5 separate regions of the Mus musculus genome follow, and regions 2, 3, 4 and 5 are each linked to region 1. A link is a contact called in public HiChIP or PLAC-seq and capture Hi-C data. All regions are on one chromosome and are shown on one strand. The core of a region is the stretch at or near the end of the contact, and the rest is flanking DNA. Distances in the headings are between cores, read along the strand shown.

Evidence for each region. HiChIP or PLAC-seq counts read pairs in DNA pulled down with a chosen protein or histone mark. Capture Hi-C pulls out chosen DNA fragments and counts their contacts.
Region 2: a capture Hi-C map of embryonic stem cells shows a contact between it and region 1, with 4 times the contacts expected there. The contact joins the promoter of 4930529I22Rik here to the promoter of AY702102 in region 1. A contact is called at or near these places in 3 of 39 promoter capture datasets (hippocampal neurons and liver) and 1 of 9 other capture datasets (embryonic stem cells).
Region 3: a contact with region 1 is called in an H3K27ac HiChIP or PLAC-seq map of embryonic stem cells, with 10 times the contacts expected there. The contact joins the enhancer-like site here to the promoter of AY702102 in region 1. A contact is called at or near these places in 5 of 39 promoter capture datasets (hippocampal neurons, liver, pre-B cells and 1 more), 2 of 115 datasets of contacts at active chromatin or transcription factors (both in embryonic stem cells) and 1 of 9 other capture datasets (embryonic stem cells).
Region 4: a capture Hi-C map of embryonic stem cells shows a contact between it and region 1, with 5 times the contacts expected there. The contact joins the promoter of 9430093N23Rik here to the promoter of AY702102 in region 1. A contact is called at or near these places in 4 of 39 promoter capture datasets (hippocampal neurons, liver and stem cell-derived epiblast-like cells) and 1 of 9 other capture datasets (embryonic stem cells).
Region 5: a contact with region 1 is called in an H3K27ac HiChIP or PLAC-seq map of differentiating embryonic stem cells, with 8 times the contacts expected there. The contact joins the enhancer-like site here to the promoter of AY702102 in region 1. A contact is called at or near these places in 4 of 39 promoter capture datasets (hippocampal neurons, liver and pre-B cells) and 7 of 115 datasets of contacts at active chromatin or transcription factors (craniofacial prominence, differentiating embryonic stem cells, embryonic basal ganglia and 4 more).

The regions. Positions count from the first base shown.
Region 1 is chr2:169,961,898-169,964,597 of GRCm38.p6, reverse strand. AY702102 (cDNA sequence AY702102) reads left to right here and starts at 1,411. Exons shown (of 1, transcript NR_131974.1): 1 at 1,411-2,585. It also overlaps a transcript of Tshz2 not described here.
Region 2 is chr2:169,403,986-169,406,758 of GRCm38.p6, reverse strand. 4930529I22Rik (RIKEN cDNA 4930529I22 gene) reads left to right here and starts at 1,303. Exons shown (of 3, transcript NR_166086.1): 1 at 1,303-1,342.
Region 3 is chr2:169,099,351-169,102,050 of GRCm38.p6, reverse strand. No RefSeq gene overlaps it. Among named protein-coding and RNA genes, the nearest start is that of Gm52536, 21 kb to the right of the region's middle. Within about 2 kb of position 1,325, at least 4 of the 459 cell types and tissues checked have an H3K27ac peak or open chromatin away from gene starts, as enhancers often do. A contact at or near this core is called in embryonic stem cells, where this site is marked.
Region 4 is chr2:169,233,581-169,236,280 of GRCm38.p6, reverse strand. 9430093N23Rik (a long non-coding RNA gene) reads right to left here and starts at 1,443. Exons shown (of 2, transcript XR_001783623.1): 1 at 1,009-1,443.
Region 5 is chr2:169,004,664-169,007,442 of GRCm38.p6, reverse strand. No RefSeq gene overlaps it. Among named protein-coding and RNA genes, the nearest start is that of Gm33622, 25 kb to the right of the region's middle. Within about 2 kb of position 1,407, at least 17 of the 459 cell types and tissues checked have an H3K27ac peak or open chromatin away from gene starts, as enhancers often do. A contact at or near this core is called in differentiating embryonic stem cells and embryonic stem cells, where this site is marked.

The DNA of each region.
Region 1 (2,700 bases), core at 162-2,661:
CCTCCCTCCCTTTCTATTTCATAAACTGAAAGAAACACAGTCACCACCAGCATTTTCTGGCTGTCTTTCCTTAGTCACAATTCTACTTGCTTGGTTTTCTTGTTTTGTTTTATTTTATTTTATTTTTATTTTTTTTTATAGCTTTCATGTGTCCAGACTGTATTTACAGGATACCTACTATGTGCCTGGCATTGTTCTTGCTGATGAAGACACACTGCAGAAAGAACAGGCAAGGCTTGCCTTTGGGGCGCACACATCAGCCCCCCACTTCCCTTTATGGACACAGCACATTTGCGTTGCGGTTGTCAGGGGGTGGGTACCATTCGGCTGCAGTGACCAGTACACCTATGATTATTACTGTATGCAGTTTTACAGCTTAAATTCTTTAAGAAGGTTTTGAAGAGTTTCTGCTTTCAATTCTTCTTGATATATACGTTGGAGTGGAATGACTGAGTTATGTGGCAAATTCATTTTCAGCTTATCAGGGAGTCGCTGGGTGGATCCTCTCTCAAAGCCACTCTACTTACATGCATGACTCTGCATGTATGAAGTGTCCTGAACAGGCAGATTCCCAGTCACAGAGAGGAGATGACTGGTTCCCAGGGGGCCAAAGGGGAGAAGTCGGTTGCGTGTGTGTCTCCCTGTAGGGATGAGGAAAACGTTCTGAAATGAGGATGTGGTGTAGATGTGCACTTCACATGGCTAAAACAAGATTGGGCTCAGTGGTTAAGAGATGTCCTGCTCTTGCAGAGGACCAGAGGAAAATTCTCAGTACATACATTGGGCATCTCACCATTGCCTGTAACTCCAGATCCAGGAGGGCCAACACCCTCTTCTGGTCTCTGAGGGCACACACATACACTCTTAGCCGGGTGGTGGCAGTGCACACCTTTAATCCCAGCACTTGGGAGGCAGAGGCAGGTGGATTTCTGAGTTCGAGGCCAGCCTGGTCTACAGAATGAGTTCAGGACAGCCAGGACTACACAGAGAAACCCTGTCTCAAAAAAAAAAAAAAAAAAAAAAAAACAAAAACAACAAAAAATACAACCCAAAAGACTAATTTTGTATCCTATGTGTTTTACCCTAATTAAGCAAAGCAAAACAGAGAGAGGAAAAGATCTGACAAGGTCCTAATCTTATGGGGCACATAGGTTAATGAGTGGAGACCGACCATAGATAAATCAATACTTCATACATTGTATTCATCTGTGCTCTGACAGAAGAGGTGCTGGGAAGCACTTGGGTAGGATTTGGGTTGCCAGACTGTGAGGGGACACGGGGCATTGAGAAGGAGGAGGGGCAGGGAGTCCAGCTGGGGCTGTGTCATTATGATGTCACATGTGACATTATGATGTCAGGGGTATTCAGTTGGAAGGTTCTTTTGGCCATAGGGAGATATAGAGAGAGCTTGTAGATAGTTTTAGCTGACATGACTCTGGGAGGGAGGGGGTACCCCCTCGGAAGAATGGGGTACTCCTCCGCTTTCCAACAAAGAATCCCCTGTCCTGAAATGACCTCAGAGGAACTGGCTGAGACACTCTGACCTAACCATGCAGATCCAAGGCTTAAAATCTGCTGGAAAAAACCCAGCCAGTTTTATATAGCGTGCAGGCTCACGGGTTGTTCTGTGTGAGTCATCTGGAACCCGGGGTCTGGCTTTGACTTGTGTCTGCAGCCTGAGGAAGACGAATGTTCCTTCGGCCAGTTGAGTCTGAGAATTGAGGACATTCACAGCTCTCACTCTGTGTCCTGACCTACGTGACTCAGACCTGGAACTGGATGTATTAGGGTGTGGGGAACTCTGCAGGAAAACCCACAATTCTTATCCAAGGGCAGGTTTTAGCCTAAGCAGAGAATCCGTGCCCCATGCCCTAGTGGAAATGCCTTTTTTTCATGACAATTTAAGATGGACACTGTCTTCCTGCCTTGCCACCTTCCCTGTGGGTTGAATCTACCCGACACTACATTTTATCCAGGGATCAAGGCTAGAAGAGATGAATCCACAGAAGAGTCTGCGACCATGGTGCCTGGGCTTTCTGTGCAAAATGCTACAGCCACAATAAGATATTTACCGTCTTTATCGGAAGATCAAACCCACCCACAAATGTCACATTGCTCAAATTCCATCAGTAGATCAGACAAGCTGTCTCTGGGAAGAGGACATTCCAGCCAGCAAGTTCAGAGCGCACTGGCTTCGAGGGCCGGTCCCTTCCTATTTTCTGTCACACACCCTGAGCCTTTGTTGTCTCCGCACTGCTGATAAATCAATCCATCAAAAAATTTCCTCAGTGAAACTCAATCAAGAAAGGTCATGTCAGCGGGAGAGGAACAGATTAAATTAGCATCAAATTAGACATGGAAAGTGAGTTCTGTCAAAATCATCGCAGCGCTCAGCACAATTAGAATATGTTAATTATGCATTTCATTAAGGTGGATGTGAGATGAAATGTCACTGGGGTAGGCATCCGAAAAAGGGAAGATTGCCAGGCACAACTTTCTCTAGACAATGTGTGACACCTTCATTACCATCAAGAATCGCGAGTCTGCCGTGACTTTTTCTGTAAAGGATTAAACCATTAACTGTTTGCTGTCTCCTCTCATTCGTGCAAAGGGGCGGGGGGTGAGGGTGGGTCCCCCTATCCTCAGAGCCGACCACTCCCTTCCAAGTGACTGTCTTGCTCTCAGACCGCCATGGCCCCG
Region 2 (2,773 bases), core at 54-2,553, 560 kb after region 1:
TTTAATTACCCACCTTTCTTTTCCCTCCTTTCTTCTCTCAACGGAAGAAGAAAGAAATCACTTGAACTAATGAAGCTAGTGTAATTTTATGGAAGATTCTTTTTAATGTTAGCTGTGTCTGGTGTTGCCATGTGCTCAGGAGTGGGGAAAAAGAATGAAGTTAGTGACCCCTGCCCCTCAGGAGCCTTTAACCCTGTGGGGCAGGTAAGATGGGCTCCCGCCCATCATCATTGCGTGATGGGTAATGCCTGGTCAGAGGTATGCTCTTTGGATTCCCTGACTCAATCACCACCATAATTGTGAGAAATAGATACTGTCTCCATTTACAGATGAGGCCACCAAAACTCATTAAGGGCCCTAGCGGACTAAGATGCAACCCCAGTCAGTGAGAAACAGGAGCGGGCATGGCTTGCATCAGAACCCAGTTCCAAGGACTCCAGAATCTTTTCCCAACTGAAACCTCTTTCTTCTGTCCCAAACAGGATTGGCAATATAAGAAACAACGGGCCAGAGAAAAGTGGAACTCCAGAACAGCATTCAAGATGGCTGGAACAGTGTAAGTTAAGAACGACTTTCATATCACCCCAAAATAGGAATCGTTTCTAAGTCTGAGAAGATAGGACAGGCTGTCATTTCATAAGGAAGTCTCGAATTATCTGGGATGGATTCCTGGAAATGTCAATAAAAAAATTAAATTCTCACAAGGGAACTTCATTCCAATTAAAAGAGCTTCAATTCATTTGCTGTCAAGCATTATCTTTTTACAGATACCCTGATCTGTTCAAATTGATCGGAACATGATGAATATTTCAAAAAAAAATCACTCTTCCTAAGAGAGGGTAGAGTGAACACTCAGGGGTAGAATTTCGGGTTCCTATGACAGCAGGCAACGAACACTACAAATTTGCCTGGTAAACAGAGTCAGGCACCGTGTCTCAAATATATCCTGATGTATATTTTATATTCCAGAGATTGTCAGGGCAGGAACAGGCAAGGAAGAAAGGCAAAATATTTCCAAAGGAGTGTCTGGTCTGGAGCTGTGAACCTGTCTCATGGCTGTCTTCTGTCCTTAGTAACCAAGAATGGAGTAGCTTTCCTGAGCTATAGGAAGGTTGGTAAAGGAGCCCAAAGCATGAGAAGTGCCCCGCACAGGGCAGGACCACTGGCAGGATCTTCCTGTGGCTGAGGGAATCTCTCTGAGCCTTCCCCAGAGAGAGGGATTCAGGAGAACAGGAGGAGGAGGGGCTTGCCATGGTTCCTGGTGGCCTCTGTTACTATGACAACCATCCCCTTTGTTTCCCTGAATCCAAAGCTGCTGCCTCATTTAGCGAATGGCATTCAGGTGAGACAGCTGTGTGAAGACATTAGGAGAATGAGGACCTGGGAAAAACAAAACTGCCTCTGTGCACGTGTGTGTGTGTGTGTGTGTGTGTGTGTGTGTGTGTGTGTGTGTGTGCATACACGAGTGCATGCATACACTCACAGTCACACATCTATACATGTATGCACACATACATGAACACATGTACACACGTGCATACACACATCTATACATGTGTGAACACATGCATGAACACACACACACACACACACACACACACACACACACACGCTGGCACCATGAAGCCCCTGGGATGTTTTCAGTCTTCTTGCTGCTGTCTTTAAGCAAGTCACAGCTGTGCCTGCTGTGACATAAATGTTTGGGGACTATAGCTTTCTCTGGCTGTCACTTGAGTAGTTGTATTTCACATGGTCTTTGGATTTCTGCAATGCATTTCTTTGCCTATGGAGAGTCTAACTCCACTACCCAGCATCTCTAACCATCTCTGCCTCCTGTTCTGTCCCCAAGTTTTCTCAGCATCCTGTTCACCTCTTCCAGGGCCATGACCACAATTCACAATATCTCCTTGTCTATTCTTGATCGGGTTTTGTAGACATCCCCACCAAGGTGCGAGGCTCCAGGAGAGCAGAGAGGCTGTGCTCTTGTGCAGTATTATCAAATGCAGTATCTGTATAATCGATGTATAAGGTGACGGCTTTGAAAACGTGACCTACGGGGTGGAGACACTGAGCTCTGGTCCTGTGCCTTAGAGTTGCCTAAATCAACAGCAAACAAGTATCACATTAAACTCAAAGATCACGAAGCTGCAGAACTAATGCAGCGGATAAAAGGGCTTCCTCACAAGCAATAGAACCCATGTTCAATTCCCAAAAGCCATGGAGATAAGCTGGGTCTAACCCAACACTGTAGAATCAGAGACCTCTGATCCCTGAGACTCACTGGTCAGTCAGTCTGTCCTACCCAGGGAGACCCAGGTCCCAGTGAGAAACTCTGTCTCATAAAATAGTGGTTAGCATGAAGAATAATACTGGAGGTGACATCTGGCTTTTTTCACACCACACACACGCACACACACACACACAGACAACATGGCCCAAGTGTCAGCTCTATGTTGCTCTCCATACTGTCTCTTTTCAGACTTCTACATCTCCTGCATGTAAGGACCAGGTAATCCAGCGAGCGGCTGGGACAGCATCAAGATGTCCTTCAAGGACTAGGGACTGTTGAGTGCTTGGAGAAAACTGACAGCAGGAAGCTTTTACCAGACTGAGAGATGGCAAAGGGAGGAGCTCTGTGTCTTTAATATTCTAAATGCAGAGTAGAAAATGTCTATCATGCATAGGGGCGGAGCAAAGATGGCGCAGGTGAGAGGAGGGGAACACCCAGAGGAACTGCCCAGCATCACCCCTTGTGTTCCCAGGCTTTTCAAGA
Region 3 (2,700 bases), core at 76-2,575, 860 kb after region 1:
GCTGCCTGGTGCGTGCAATCACAGACTCCCTGGAACCCACGGGAGGAGTCAGTGCTGCTCAGAGGCATGCATGCTGTGGAGACTTACTGGAGAACACAAGAAGGGAAAGCCTAGAAGATTCTCTCCCCCAAGGGTTCTGGAGAAGTTCTAACCATGTTCACTCTGGAAACACTTCCGTGAGTCACCAGTTTTTCGGGATAAAGGAAATTCAATCTGGATTGAGGGCAAAGAATGCCTTCTACGGCCAAGATGGGAGGTGTTTCCTGAAGAGCAAACAAATGTCCCGGACCTTCCTACTGCTGTGGTAGACAGATAGGAAGAGGAAATGGGGGCAGGGCATGCTGGAGTTCAAGGGTAGGGCCCTGCATTGCCTGTGTAAAACCCTGGATTCTATCCAGTATCAAATAAAACTGGGGGAGGGTACTGCCTTGTGATCCCAGCACTTGGGAGAGAGAGAAAAGAGGACCGGGGGTTCACAATTATCCTTGGCTACATTGGAGGTCAGCCTGGGCTACATGAGATCCTGCCTCAACAGACAGAGCGGGAGCACAGTGGAGATACTGAGCCGGCAACAGGATGGGGTCAAAGTTCATGCAGCGTCTGCTTCCCCTCTCCAACAGGGACACCATCGCCCTCCCTCAAGATCCTATAAACAAGTGAGAGAAGCGCACCTTGGTCAGCAGCATTGACGTTTACTCTGTCTTTCTATAAGAAGAAAGAAAAAAAAAAAAAGAAACAAAAAAACTTTTCAAAGTACCTGATCGTACTGATCTATAAGGAAATTAAAACGTCGCTCCCTCTAGGCAAAGTCATATTCAAATTTTTAAAAAAAATGGGCTTTTTCTTCTCTGTGTTTGTGTGCCAACTTTGGGGGTCATCCCTCAGATGCCTTCCCCCTTTGGCTTGAGAAGTAGCCTCTCACGGACCTATAATTCTCCATGTAAGCTAGGCAGGCAGCCAGGGAAGCCCAGGGGTCCTTCTGCCTCTGCCTCCCCAGTGCTGGGATTGCAAGCATGCACCACCATGCCTGGTTTTTCACATGGGTTCTGAGGATGGAAGTCTAGTCCTTGTGCTTGCAAGGCAAATATTTCACCAAATGAACCATGGCCTCAGACACCGCCAACCCCTGGCCCACCCCCACCCCCACTCCCCCACCCACCCACCCCACCCACCCCACCCCCCCACCCCCGTCACCAGTCTCCAGCCCCACCTACGCCTCCCCCATCCCTCCCCTGCCTCTCCCACACACCACCACCACCCCACCCGCCCCCGCATATTTTAATTGGAGTAGACTCTGGCTTACAGTCTTTTGGCCTCTGGCATCAGCCTCGGTTCACGGTAGGGTCACGTCCTCAGCACCCCCACCACAACCCCGCCTCTGCCACTGAAGCTCAGGTCTGAAGGCAGAAATTCTCTCCAATAACATCTCCTTTGACTTGGAGGATGTAACTCAAAATCACATCGGGTGGAGTTTTTTAAGTCTGGAACTAGGAAACCCGGGGTCACAGCAGCAGTGTCCCAGCCTCCTTCCACCCTGTCATTTCTCCATATAATTTTCCTTCCCATGACCATCAAGTGGTCCAAAACTGTTGCTGGAAGTACCCGCTGCCATCAGGTATCATACGATCCGGAAGAATGGAAGGAGAGAGGCATAGAGTCGGCTCCTTTTAAATATATTCCCACATAATTAAACAAAAACTTAGATTCACAGCCCCAGTGTGCTGCAAAGGACTCTGGGAGGACTTGCTACACTGGGGGCTGTTTTGTGGTACTGAATAACTGAAGGTCAAGTCTAGGGAATACGGGGAGGGGCGGTTTCAGGTAAGGAAATTATCGGTTCTCCCACTCACTCCAGTATGGCTTATGCCCAGTTTTAATTTGTCTTTCTCTGCCTCTCTTTAAGTGCTAAGAAAAATAATGAGATATCTAAAGTTTTCTGAAACCCTGAAACCGAACTCATTTACCTTTATAATTTTCTATTAATCTCCTCCCCGAATTCATTTTGCATTTAATTCCGGTCTCCAGCACTTTAATTCCGTCGCTTCAGCCTTCACACATTAGCGGTCTCCGTCTTGTCAGACTTTCTCCTCTCTCTTATGTTCATTTATTTGAACTTTTAGTGGTCTTCTAGCCGATCCTTTATCCTTTTTATTACGAGAGCATGAAATTTTATAATCCCCGGGAGCTTTGTTAGTCAGCTGCTGCAAGGCTCTTAACCCCGGCTAATTTATTCCTTCATTTTTGACTTTCAGATCTGAAGCACGCCTTAATATTTTGTTTTTGAATATGAAAGTAACTTTTATTAAGTAGGTTTATTGCATTAATAGATTTTTATTTCCATTTTTACAGTTATGTTTAAGTTCCCGGCTAGTTACACTACAGATCATTTTAATAACGATTTATAATGCGAAGTGATATAATTTATTTCTGAATATTGTAAAAATGCTCATGGTAGACTACAGAGAAATTTTATAAAACTTCACCTGAAAGTCACATCCAAAGAACATGGATTTTTTTTCCAAACTCCCCAACCATTTTATTGATATTTATTATAAAAGAAATTCCAAAGAAAGTTCTCTTTTTAAGGGAAAACAAAAATTAAGATTGTGTCTTCTAAAATAGCAGGCTGCAGTTCTATTTTGGTTTTTATTTACCTCATCCTGTCTCCTCTCTGCTCTGACCTCTGGAAGGCGGCGGGGG
Region 4 (2,700 bases), core at 194-2,693, 730 kb after region 1:
TTTGAATAAATGAATGAGGTTCTTCACAGGGCAGTAAAGGCAAACCTGAGTCTGTTAATATTTCCCCCCATGACAGTAAAGATCTCCAAAGTCATTTCCTTTTTAAAATAAATACATATTTCTGTATGCCTCAATCAGCATATACGGGATACCTGCTGCATGTCAGGATTCCTGTGGCCAGTGCAGGAAAAGTATCCTGAACTAAAAGGCAATCCCCAGCCTCACAAAGCTTACAATCTAGTAAGGAGACCAACAATGGGTGCAGCAAGTATGTCCTCAGCAGAACATCTCAGGACAACATAAACCATGATGAAAGTACCAGAAATCTCCTGGAAAATATTTTTTTCACAGTGGTGGTATCTCTTTTCCAAAAAAAAAAAAAAAAAAAAAAAACCTAATAATAAAAAAAAAATTGATTGTCTGTGCTCTGAAAAATAACAGCCACTGTAAATTCGGCAAGTATCTGTGGCCAGCTCACACTCACAGCAGCCAGAGAGGGAGGCTCTGTTTACATGGGGATCTCTTTCCTGAGTGGAAAAACAGACAGCAAATAATATATTTCAGGATTAATTTAACTTTTCAAATTACAAATTCATTGAAAACCCCATCCGCAGCAGGGCGATAACTCACAGTGCCACCAGACTTTAAGTACTGCAGCAACGGGCTGGTGTTAAACTCCTCACACAGACCTCTTAAAAGATGGCCGCCCTGGGGTTTCTATCAGGCCTACACGATCGTATATTGAAACCTGGCTTATTTACTTCTATGTTTCTGAAGTACCATTAATCATTTTTCTAAGATGGCCGGTGAATTCCATAATTAATAAAACGCAAGAGCTCAGGAGGGGAGCCCAGAGAGAGATGAAGTAAGACACACTCTGAAAAAGAGTGTCACCAAGGTACCAATGAAACCTTCATCTTCAGAGACTGGGCCCAAACTGAACAACTATAAAACCAACTGTTTTTCTTTCCTCTTCTATTTTTTTCTTAGACATTCATTAACACTCACGTTACTCAGGCTGAGGGGTGGCAAGGACTGGGGAGCAGGAAACGCCCTCATTGCTTTAAGGTCTCCGCAGCCTGCCCTTGAAGATGGTTGTCTCTAGGAGCGATAGTCTGTCCAGGTTTCTGCTCCAATTCCGCAAACCCTTTTCCTCCTGCCCCATCAATTAAGCAAATGGTTCATTAACAGCAAGCATCTGAAATCTTTAGAACCTGATTGAGCACAGCAGCATCAAGCTGTCTAGGGTGGCGACTGCTTAACCATCAAATGGGCTCACTGCAGAGGCGTTCCTCTGTTTGCAGTAGATGCAAGCCAAAACTCGGGCGTCCATCGACACATCCTCCCATCTGTAGACAACCACCCTGGCATCCTTCTGATGGAGAAAGCATGATTTATCCAGTGCTATATCCTGCAGCCATTAGACCAAAGATTACAGCTCAGCCCAGATGAAAATGGAGTCTGTGGGTATTCCTAAGACAAATATTTAGGCACCGACAAGCTCTGTTTAATATTAACTCATGACAGAAGGCAGTCAATTTCAGCTAAGTTCATGCCAAAATCTATTTGAGTTTTACAAACTACTTCCCCCACCCCAGAATTATAGGCTAAAAAGTCAAACAAAAAATGAAGCTTCCCTAAAACTATAAAGCTTTAGATCTGGCAGGGCTTCCAGAGAACAGATTACCCAGGATTCCACTTGGGTAAGCGCCCAACCCTCCTGGAGATGAGATGGTTCGACTAGGCAAGGCTTTCTCCTCGATCTCTTGCAGTTCCTCACAAAGGCAGCTAGTATTCTCTAGCTGATCCAGCAACAACCAGCCAGAACCGGAGAGACAATATCCCAGAAGAAACAAGTGTTCCGTCTGGCTATGCCCCTCTCACCTCACCACTCTCATCTGCCCACAAGAGCATGTGAATATATAGAAGGGTCGCCCGTGGACCATCCTCAGTGAGTGTCAGGGATGAGGGCTACTTCTCCCAGTTCTACCATATTTATTCTATTAATGTCACTCTGCGCCGTGTCACTTCATGGGGAAACAGAAAGCATCTGTGTTAGTCAGGGTTTCCATTGCTGTGATGAGACACCATGACCAAGACTACTCTTATAAAGGAAAATCTTTCATTGGGGACTGGCTCACAACTTCAGAGGTTTAGTCCATGACCATCATGGGGGAAGCACGGCAGTATGCAGGCAGACTTGGTTCTGGCGGAGCCGAGAGTTCAGTGTCTTGACCTGCAGGAAGCAGATGGAGACTGTCTGCCACACCAGCATACCTTGAGCATATGACCTCAAAGGTCTGCCTCCACAGCGACACACCTCCTCTAACAGGACCATACCTGATAGTGCTACTCCCTGGTATGAATTGGACAAGGGCAGTGTTTATATAGGAGTTCTTTGGGGACGGGGAGCAGCCATTCCTGGATTCGCCTCTCCACACCCTGGACCTTCCACCTCATTTGTTGACACTGCAGGAATGTTCTCAGACCCTCCCTCTACTTTGTTTCCAGTTTAGGAAGACAGCGCTTGTCTACAGGGAGGGGCTTCATGCCCTACCTTTCTGCCACCGGTCTATACTATAATCACAAGCACAGGTGCCACTCGCTGAACACATAGGTGGCTATTCACGCCACTCGAGAGTCCAGGCTTTCCCTGCTGTGGACTCCCTTTGTAAACTTTGTAAGCTCTCGAGGCACAAA
Region 5 (2,779 bases), core at 158-2,657, 960 kb after region 1:
TTTTAGATTATCAAAAAAGGCTTCCCAGAGTGGTTTGCTGGCACGAGTGTGTGTGTGTGTGTGTGTGTGTGTGTGTGTGTGTGTTTCGAGGCATCTCTCTACTACTATGAGGGGAACTGGATGCTCACTCCTGGGATCTTCAGCATGAAATTTTACAGAAGGCTTTATCAACAACAAAAACGATTATTTTCAGAACATTACTACCACAACACAGACAGCATGTCATGGCTAGCTGAATCTGTCCTCGAGATCTCCACAGCCTCTCCTCTCTTTCTCTCTCTCTTGTTCAGGTCCCTCTTCTCCTGGCTCCTGAGAGACAGGAAATGGGATAGAAACTACTCCTTCCCCATGGCTGTAATAAACCACCATGACCAAGGTAACTCTAGATTGGAAAGATTTAAAATTGAGCCCATGGTTCCACAGGGTTAAAACCATTGTGGCAGGAGGCATGGCCGGGAGCTGCAGGCATAATGGCAGGAGCTAGAAGCTACATGCTTATACCCACAAATGCAAGCATGAAGCAGAGAAAACAGACCGGAAATGAGGGAAGGCTAGAAACTCCCAAGCCCCACCCTCAGTGATGTACTTCCTCCAACAACCAATTGGTGCCCAAGGATTCAAACACCAGAGCCTTTGGGACCACAGACACCAAACGGCTGGTGACCGGTGCCCCGTGACACTGACTGACACTGACGTCACTGGTGAACTTCGACCTTGTGATGTGCTCAGCTGGAGCCCCAATGAAAGTCCTCAAAGACAGTTCAGCCAAGGTGCTCTGCCGCTCTGCAGATCAGTGAGACAGAAGGGAAAGCACGAGATATGCTGAAGCGGGTAGAAAGCTCGCCAGAAGGTCTCCAATGGGAAACAGTAGCCTGAACTCCCCTCCTCCCCACCTCAGTAAAACGGCCATAAAGAAGGGAGAGGGGGAACGGCCTCACACATGCTTGTAATCCCAACACTGGGGACGTGGAGAAAGGAGGCTCCAGGGTCTCACTAGCAGTCAGTTTAGCCTAACTGGGGAGCTCTAGGCCCATCAGAGACCCTGAATCAAATGAGAGGGTGATGATCCTGAGGCTGACACTCCACATTGTAACGTTAAATATTAATCCTGGTGGCCGGGTTTTGCTCGCCCCAATCCCCAATGGTTAATGTTCCCAAACGAAAGACCAAAGACGCACACTCAGCCTTTATATGTTAATATGCCTTAAATGGCACAAGAGCTGGGCCACTGCCTAACCTCCATGCTGTTAGAATCTACCTCCCGGCAGAAATGCCAAGTTTCTACTTACTGAATTCTATGTTCTATCTTGGCCGCTCTAGACCCTGTTGGGCAACCCTCAGGGCCGTGCTCTTTTGTCCTGCTCTCTTCTCAAGCATGGCGTCACTCCACACTCTTCCAACCTGATGGATCTCCTCCTTCTCCTCTCTGCTTCCGGTCCCAAGAGGGGGCAGGGTCCTAAAATCCCGCCTCTGTCTGTCCTTCCTAGCTATTGACTGCTGGCATCTCTATTTACCAATCAGAACCAACTGGGGGCAGGTTCCCAGAAGCTCCTTGCAGTTTTATGGGGAACATAATTAGCATTCGCAATACAAGCAGCCACACCAGATTGTCCTTCAGCCTCCACATGTATGTGCGTACACATTCACATGCATACATTCATGATGATTATATGCAGAAAAAGACATTCACAGAGTGAGAAATTGTGGGTCCACATCCGCCCCGCCACTGGGGTGTGGGATACTCTGCTTGGGCAGGCAGAATGCGGAAGTGCCAGACGTGGGTCTGTGCTCTGCCCCACTGCTTGGGTGCTGGGTGGCACCACTGGGGAGGTAAACTCAAGAAGCATACTAGACTGCATTTACCCTGCGCTGCTGCCTCAGATGCTAGGCATTAGGGAAGCGCCTAGACACCACTCAGGGGGTAAGAAAACACAGCCTAAGATGTGGGAGGCCGAAGCTGGGTTCCCTGACACCCAGGCATCCAGTTGGGGCCGGAAAACCCATACAGAGAAGTTGGGAATGAAGCACTCGGGTCCACAGGCCTGCAATGAGTCCGGGACGGGGTGCTCCCAAACTCATGGACACCCAGGCGCCACTGGCTCATGAAGAGTTGGGAATGGAATCAGGGCCATGGGCTGAGGGCGATGATGAGCCCGGGGCTGGGGAAATGGGAGCTCCGGCTTAGCTCTTTGGTGATTGATCGTCCTCAGCTTGGTAGCAGTTGTCCGGGAGTGCAGAGTAGCCTTCTGTCACTGTGGCTCTGTAAGCAAAGGCCTTCTCTATACTCCCCATGGTGGTTCCTGATGAAAGAGACAGTCCTTGTTTATCCATATCATTTATCAACTGTTCACCATGGAAATGGATGATGCCAACTCCTCGGGGTGGACCAGATAATAAATACCTTTTACAGGGAGGAATGTCTGGGAAGGGAAGCTTATTGGTTAAACCCTTAGGGCCTCTAGGTACCTCATGAGCATGGAGAACTCTGTTCTGGGCTACACGACCAACATGGGGAGTGTGGTCACGTGTTGCGGGCCAGGACTCTAGGAGGGAGCAAGGAGCGCCTACCTTCTCAGGTGGGTACCTGGGTGCAGGGATCTCAGACCGGCTCTACCTTACCAAGTTTCCTGGCACGGCCCACTGCCCCATAAGAAATAACTTTGGGGAAGTAGAAGATATGGTATAGGCTAGTGAGATGACTCAGTGGATAAAGAGACTTGCCATCAAGCCTGAAGAAGGCCTGAGTTCTATCCCAGAATCTACAAGGTAGAAGAAGAAA